2 separate regions of the Sus scrofa genome follow, and region 1 is linked to region 2. A link is a contact called in public Hi-C data. All regions are on one chromosome and are shown on one strand. The core of a region is the stretch at or near the end of the contact, and the rest is flanking DNA. Distances in the headings are between cores, read along the strand shown.

The links. A called contact is a pair of places that touch in the nucleus more often than the background predicts.
Region 1: a Hi-C map of liver shows a contact between it and region 2, with 5 times the contacts expected there. The contact joins the promoter of POLG here to the promoter of HAPLN3 in region 2. A contact is called at or near these places in 1 of 5 promoter capture datasets (liver) and 2 of 47 Hi-C or Micro-C datasets (heart right ventricle and liver).

What each region holds. Positions count from the first base shown.
Region 1 is chr7:54,905,456-54,908,979 of Sscrofa11.1, reverse strand. It overlaps POLG (DNA polymerase subunit gamma-1), which reads left to right and starts at 1,813. Exons shown (of 23, transcript XM_001927064.5): 1 at 1,813-2,285; 2 at 3,020-3,524. The coding sequence starts at 3,181. It overlaps TRNAR-UCG (a tRNA gene), which reads right to left and starts at 1,887; the gene lies at 1,815-1,887.
Region 2 is chr7:54,535,742-54,539,231 of Sscrofa11.1, reverse strand. It overlaps HAPLN3 (hyaluronan and proteoglycan link protein 3), which reads left to right and starts at 1,803. Exons shown (of 6, transcript XM_001925622.7): 1 at 1,803-2,220; 2 at 2,324-2,432. The coding sequence starts at 2,058.

The DNA of each region.
Region 1 (3,524 bases), core at 564-3,063, 370 kb before region 2:
GAGCTGTTGCTGCCAGCCTATGCCACAGCCACAGCAACACCAGATCTGAGCTGCGTCTGCAACCTACACCACAGCTCATGGATTGTATTCGCAACCTCGTGGTTCCTAGTAAGATTCGTTTCCACCACACCACGATGCAAACTCCTGAGAACAATGTTTTTAAATGCATACAAAGGAAATCAAAGATAATGAAACATTAGAAAGAACACAAAGGTGATGTAATTTTTGGTTAACTCATTTTAAAAGGAGGCCTAGGAGCAGCCTAACACACTTCTGTTTTGCAGTACAGATGAGCGTGAACAATCTGCAGCAACTGTAATGTTTTATGGGAATATCTGTGTTTGCACTCAGGGGCAAAGTCTCGGGTACTGCTAACCCTACTGCGGCTGCTCACCTAACCTCATAATTGAAGGAAATGCTAAATCGCAGAAAAAGATTAGAGGAAATAATGAAAATGTTTTCCCCACTTAGGGACTCCCTGAGTTAAGCCTTGTCTTGGCATTTTGTAAAAAATATCAGTGGTAACATGGTTAAGCGACAAGAAAAACCCAGATTATAAAATGCTGAATTTTCAGTTGAGTGTAATTTTTGCCAAGAGAAAGAACCAAATAAAAGTACTTTTCTGTGTATATTAAATATATCTTGGAGTTCCCGTAGTGGCGCAGTGGAAACGAATCCGACTAGGAACCATGAGGTTGCGGGTTTGGTCCCTGATGTCGTTCAGCGGGTTAAGGATCTGGCGTTGCCTGTGAGCTGTGGTGTAGGTGGCAGATGCGGCTGGGATTCCGCGTTGCTGTGGCTGTGGTGTAGGCCGGCAGCTGTAGTTCCGATTAGATCCCTAGCCTGGGAACTTCCATCCATTTGCTGCAGGTGTGGCCCTAAAAAGCAAAAAAAAAAAAAAAAAAAAAAAAAAAAATGTATGAATTGCAACGTGTAAACAATATTTCATACTTAAAAATAAAGGGAGGGAGTTCCCTGGTGGTCTACGGAAGGATCTAGAGTAATGCTACTGTGAGGCCTTCACAGACCTTTTCCTGGGGTTTTCTCTGCCTTTCTGGGTGGGTTGTGTCCGCAGGACAGGTGGGGAGTGTGTTTTCCTGGGTATCTCCAAACCGCACCGCTGAAAAATACTGAAGGCCGTTGTCAGATCCTGGTGTCCTGGCACAGGCACGGGCTGGAAGGTGGGGACTGACTTTCGGTGAGGCCTCAGTGTTGACCCTCATCAGCTGTGTGTCCTCAGGTCTGTCTCAGATCGCTCTTAGCCTCACTTTCCAAATCTTCGTAGCTGTGTCTCCAGGATCCAGGTTCTCCCTTTCACATGGGGCTTAATCTGAGTAGTACTTGACAGTTTATCAGCGGGATGCGCGGACAGGAGACCGCAAAGACTGGAGGGCAGCTCCCCGCGCTGGGGCGAGGGCTTAATATCCGGTTGCAGATTCCGGTTCGGTGAAAGGTAGCGTTTGTACCGTCAGAATTGCCCCAGACGGGGAGAGGAAGGGTCTGCCTCAGGTGCCAATTTCCACCATTCCGACACATCTAATGATTTGAAACCAGTGCCTCGGCTTAGGATGCCCGCCAGCTTTACCTTCGTGGAGGTACACGCACGGCAGATGACTGTTAGAACCGTACTGCGGCTTCCCCACGCAGAGGAGCAATTTCGCACCGACGTACGGGGCGTGGTGGATGGGGACCCGTACTTCCCCAGATCTGGGTGTTTCCAGACGTCAGTGAACTGTAGTAATTGGTAACAGCGTCTCGTGCGGTCCTGGCTAAATACCTAGGAAGGTGCAAATCAAAAAGGGTAGCTGAGCTTCCGACCGCGGCAGGACTCGAACCTGCAATCTTCTGATCCGAAGTCAGACGCCTTATCCATTAGGCCACGCGGCCGCCCGCTTGCTGTTACTCTTTGGACAGCCTAAACTATATTTTTACCGCCTACTGTCTTGCCTGGGACCAACCCACCTGCTTCTTGAGCGGGGGAGGTTGGACCTTGATTCCCAGAGTTCCGTAGGGAGAGCCCACCCGGAAGTCCTATTCCCCCCCCACGGGCGGACCGGTCCATTTGTGACTCTCCTATTGGTCGCACTGGGAGTCTCCCGCCTGCCTCTCGGGGTAGCCGCGGGACCGAGCGGGACGCAGACGGGAAGTTGCGGCTGCCAGCGAGGCGGACTGGTCGGGTGGAAGCCACAGGCCACGCCGAGGCTGCAAAGGCCGCGCGAGGGGAGACGCCGCGTCTCTGGCCTGGGGTCGGCAGCCGCCGACTGAGAAGCTCCGGGTGGACTGAGGTTTCCGGAGGGTCGGCGCTGAGGGGAGGTCGGGTCGCTGAGCGGTGGCGAAGGGAGCGCGGCCTTGAGCTGGGCGGAGGCTCGTCCCAGGGCGCACCGCGGCGCTGCCGCCGGGCTCAGGCGGGCTGGCGGCCGGGAGCGCCGGGGGCCTCTGCCGACGCCACCTGCCGGGCTCCTTCGGCCCGCTGGGCCCCGGCCCGGGCGTGGGTGGGGACCCCGCGGGACGGCGGCCTCCCCGGACGGGTTCGAATCCGCGCGCTGGCTCCTAGAGGCGCTAGGGCCTCGGGCTGCGGCGGTCACGGTAATGGCAGCCACCGTTAGCCGAGCATTTGCCCAGGGCTGGGCTGCCCGACCTGGTCGCCCTGTGTCACCCGAAAAGCTGTCTGTATGGCTGGTAGAACTCATAACCCCATTTCAAAGAGTCGGGAACCGGGGCCTAAGAAGCTTGCCCAAGGTCATAGGTCTCCTAGGAGCCGGAGCCGGGATTCAAACCTGTTCAGAGTCTGCGCTCTTAGCCACTAACCTTCATCTTCCCCAGTGAACCCATGTGAGCCCCAGTTTTCCTCTGGAGGGATACTGATCCTTCTCAAGGTTGTCTGATGATTAACTGAGAAAATGTACCCAAAGGCGCCTGGCACACTGCCTGAGACGCAGCAAGTGCTTAAGAGCGATGGTTGTTAATGTAGCACGTGTTGGGCATTTCATAAGTTAACACTGTCGTCTGTCTCCTTTAGGATTTGTTGGGTGGAAGGCAGGCATGATCAGGACCGTTTCACTGACAGGAAAAGAGAGACGGGACGTGTCTCCCTCCACGTCTTCCCGCCAGTAAAAGCTGCCAAGCTGGAGCCCAAAGCCAGGTGTCCTGACTCCCAGCGGGGGGCTCCCTGCACCAACCATGAGCCGCCTGCTCTGGAGGAAGGTGGCCGGCGCCAGCGTCGGGCCAGGGCCGGTTCCAGCTCCAGGGCGTTGGGGCTTCAGCTCCGCCCCCGTCCCCGTCCCCAGCGACGGGCAGCCGCCGCCGCAGCCGCCGCAGGTGCCCTCCTCGGAGGACGGGCAGCTGCGGCACAACCCACTGCACATCCAGATGCTCTCGAGAGGGCTCCACGAGCAAATCTTCGGGCGCGGCGGGGAGATGCCCGGCGAGGCCGCGGTGCGCCGCAGCGTCGAGCACCTGCAGAAGCACGGGCTCTGGGGGCAGCCGGCCTCGCCCTTGCCGGACGTGGAGCTGCGCCTGCCGCC
Region 2 (3,490 bases), core at 554-3,053:
AGCTGCCAAGGCGAAGGTGTGGCTTTGTTGGAAGGTCCTCAGGGAAATTAGGATGGAAGGTCCCCCCCCCCATCTGTTACCAGGGCTTCTTGGCTGGGAAGGGACAGAAGAAAAGGCCCTGGCCGTGGAGGTCTCTGAAGAAGCTGAGCACGTGGGGTCCCCACTGCTGCGAACCCCTGGGCCCACGTCTTCCTGTTTCAGAGCTCTGCCCCCTGGAGCCGCATGGGTTGGGTTTGGAGTCACTCCTTCGGGGTGGTTGCTGGCCTCAGGTCTCCTTTCCTGCCACCATCCTGCTCTGGCCTCTTCTGGGGACTGGCAGACAGTGGAAGAAGCATCTTTCACCATGCCCCAGCCCTTTCGACCCCCGCATCTCTGCTCTGGGGTGGTTCTGCTTCCCCCAGAATTAATTGTGGTTCAAGCCTTGTTAGAACCCAGGAATCCCACCTGCAGAGGGGGAAACAGAGCTTCACTCCCATGTGTCAACTTGTCCCTCTTTGAGGCATTGAATTTTCTGCAGGCCAGACTCATTGGCTGGCTGGCAGGGTGGTCTGGTGAGCAGTGGTCACAAGTCCCCCACCTGGCCCAGGAGACCCAAGGTGACCCCAGAATTGCCTAAGCCACCTCTCAGTCCCTTCTTCCACTCCTCTTTGCAGCCTTGGATGTGTTGGCCTTCTGAAAGTCCCCCTCCTGGGACCCTGGACTGGGGGCCCCTCATTTCTGACCCCTTCTGCCCTAGGCTGTTGCTGAGCAGGCACCTCCACTTCACCAGCATTCACCATCACCTCTGCAGATTGAGGTTTTTATTCCTGACAGCAGTCCTGAGAGCCAGCTCTGAGATTCCACCTACTGGCCAGTCCTGCCACTGGCTGGGATGTTGAGCTTGCTTCGTTGTAGCAAAACTGACCTTCTCAGCTGTCCATTCCTCTCCCTACCCCTGTGGCTGTCCCTACCCCTGTGGGCCCTTGACCCACCGCTCCCGGGAGTCGAGTCTCCTTTCCGTTCCTGGTTTTAATAGAGTGGAGGGGTTAGGAGCACAAGGCCTCAAGTCAAGAGGACCTGGGTTCAAATCCTGGCTCTTGAGTGCCCTTGGGCAATTTCCTTAAACCTCCCTGGGCCTCAGTTTCCCTGTTTGTAAAGTGGGAGGAATAGGACCTACTCCATGGTCTTGGAACTGATGGAGAGAATGTATGCAAACACCTATGCAAAGCCTGGTGGCAGAGAAGCTTGTGAGTTTCCTCCTTGGAACTCATGTCCTGTTTTTTTTCTCTTGCCAGTCCTCTTGCGTCCAGTGCTCAGACGGGTCTCTCTTCCTTGTGGAGGAACCTTCATTGGTTCCCTTTTGTTCATCATGCTGCCATTCACTTTGGTGCAATTTAATCTCATCCACCGCAGCTCTTCATGCTGTGATTTACTCCTGGCTGCGTGTGTGCAACACCCCCCACACACACACACACCCCCACACGGGCTGTCAAAATTGTGTTTAGAAAGAGGCTCTGGGTTCAGTGACCACTTGGCCAGCTCCCAGCCGAGGCTGAAGGACCTCCTGAGGCTTTGCTGCTGCGGAAATGATAGGGCTGTCCAGGCCAAGCCTCCCCGTCGATCTGGAGGGGAAAAAAATCACCCCGTCCAAACAGAGGCATCCTGGGAAGTGGCTGCCTGATGGCCTTGCTGACAGGTCAGGCGTCTAAGGCAGGGTTCCGCCCCTGTTAGAGGGCCAATCAGAAGGCCCATCGCTCCTGCGGGGCCTCTGGCAGCACCATCCCTTATCCCTTGGATCCCCTTCCCCCAGGGCTGCTCATTCAAGCCCCGCCTACCAGAGGCCGCGTGCCTGTACCTGACCGTGAGTGAGGAGGTTGGCGGGCCATTTCCGGTGGCCAAATTCCGGGGCAGGAGGACTGTCAGCGACCCCTTGCCTTCTATGGGGGACAAGGCAGGCATATAGCATGCTCAGCCCTCCCTCTCCTGCAGGTGGGGGGCAGTCGGAGCCTGCCTGCCGAGGGTGGAGAGGGGCTCCTCCTGCTTAGTCCCATGGCTTTTGGCAAAGCCAGAACGTTCTAATGAGACCCTCCCTCTACAGAGGCTCCTCTTCCATCCCCCCGCACCTCCTTCCCCCAGATGGGACAGCCGCTCAAGGCCCGGACCCTCCTCCCTTCACCGCACGGCCGGCAGTTCCGAGGGTTGGGGGTGGTCCCCGGCCGAGCCTGGAGACAGCCCGCGTCGGTAGGCACCTCCTCCCTTGGGCTGGGCCCAGAGGGCAGGAAAAAGGGGCGTGTGTTTCTTTAAGGAGTTGGCTCTTTAAAGAAGCGCGGGGGTTTGTTCGCAGCCCCTTCCCTTCAGGCCGTTCAAGACCCTCAAATCTGTCCGCTTCCTCGGACCTGGTCAGCTTGCAGCCAGGAGCACTCGAGACGTCAAGAGCCAGACGCCTGGGGACGGTACGTGGCTCGGGTGGCCTGGCTCCTGGGACCCCTTTGGGCCAGTTCCGCCCTTTCTGCTTTGGGTCTCCCGCAGGCCCATTGCGTCCCAGGGCAGGGGCTGGGGACGCAGGCAGGAGGAGTGCGCTGGGCACCGCGGAGCCGGGGCCGAGCTGGTCGCAGGCTGGGGTGCCAGGCTGGGAGCCTTGCGGGGCGCGAGCTGACTTGCGTTAGACCCTGTGCACAGACCTTTGTGGGAGAGGAGACAAATCCCAAGGGAAACCCGTGGCCTCGGAGACCACTGCCCGGTCCAGCCCCTTTCCCTCTGGGAGCCACCAGGTCCCTTCCGATCTCATCCAGTCTCGGGCCTGCAGCCTCCACCACAGCGATCCGGGCTCTGCCCCCAGGCATGTGTCGGATCCTCTGGGGCCCCAGGAACCCTGGGAGGGCTGGGGACACCTCCTAAGGCAGAGCGGGCAAGCGAAGTGCGCCTTTCGGCATCGCCGGTCTGCTCTGGCTGTTCCAGGGCAAACGCAGCAGGTGCTGTCGGTTTCGGGCTTGGATTCGCCGGGGTCTCTATCTCAGGCACAGCAGAGGGGCCGGGAGGGTGGCGAGTGGGGAGCCCTGGGTGGGAGATGCGTTGCTCAGGGAGGAATTCAGGGCTCGTAAGCAGCCTGGAAGGAAACGGCGCAGAGCACTTGGACCCAGCTCTGTCATCGACTCCCTGGGTGGACCCGACCTGTGACCCAGCCTGGTGTCCAGCACTGACCTCCAGAGTGCCTTCACCCTCTGCGGCAGGGGAGGGGACTGAGTGGCACCCTGGCCCCACTCCCGGGGCTCTGCACGGGCCAGTTGCTGGCAAAGCTGGTAGGAAACACCTCCAGCTTCCACTCCGCGGGAGCCACAGTTTTCAAAGGCGCTTGTAAGCCTTGCCCAAACTGGGGGCATCCAAGTCAAATTTCTCTGGGGGAGCCAGGCCGTTGGAGACCTGGCGGGCAATGCTGCCCCCTGCTGGTGTCTGGGAGACGTGTCCTCGGTGTAGGCAGGCAGCCTGGCGGGGCTCACTTTTCCTTTCAAGT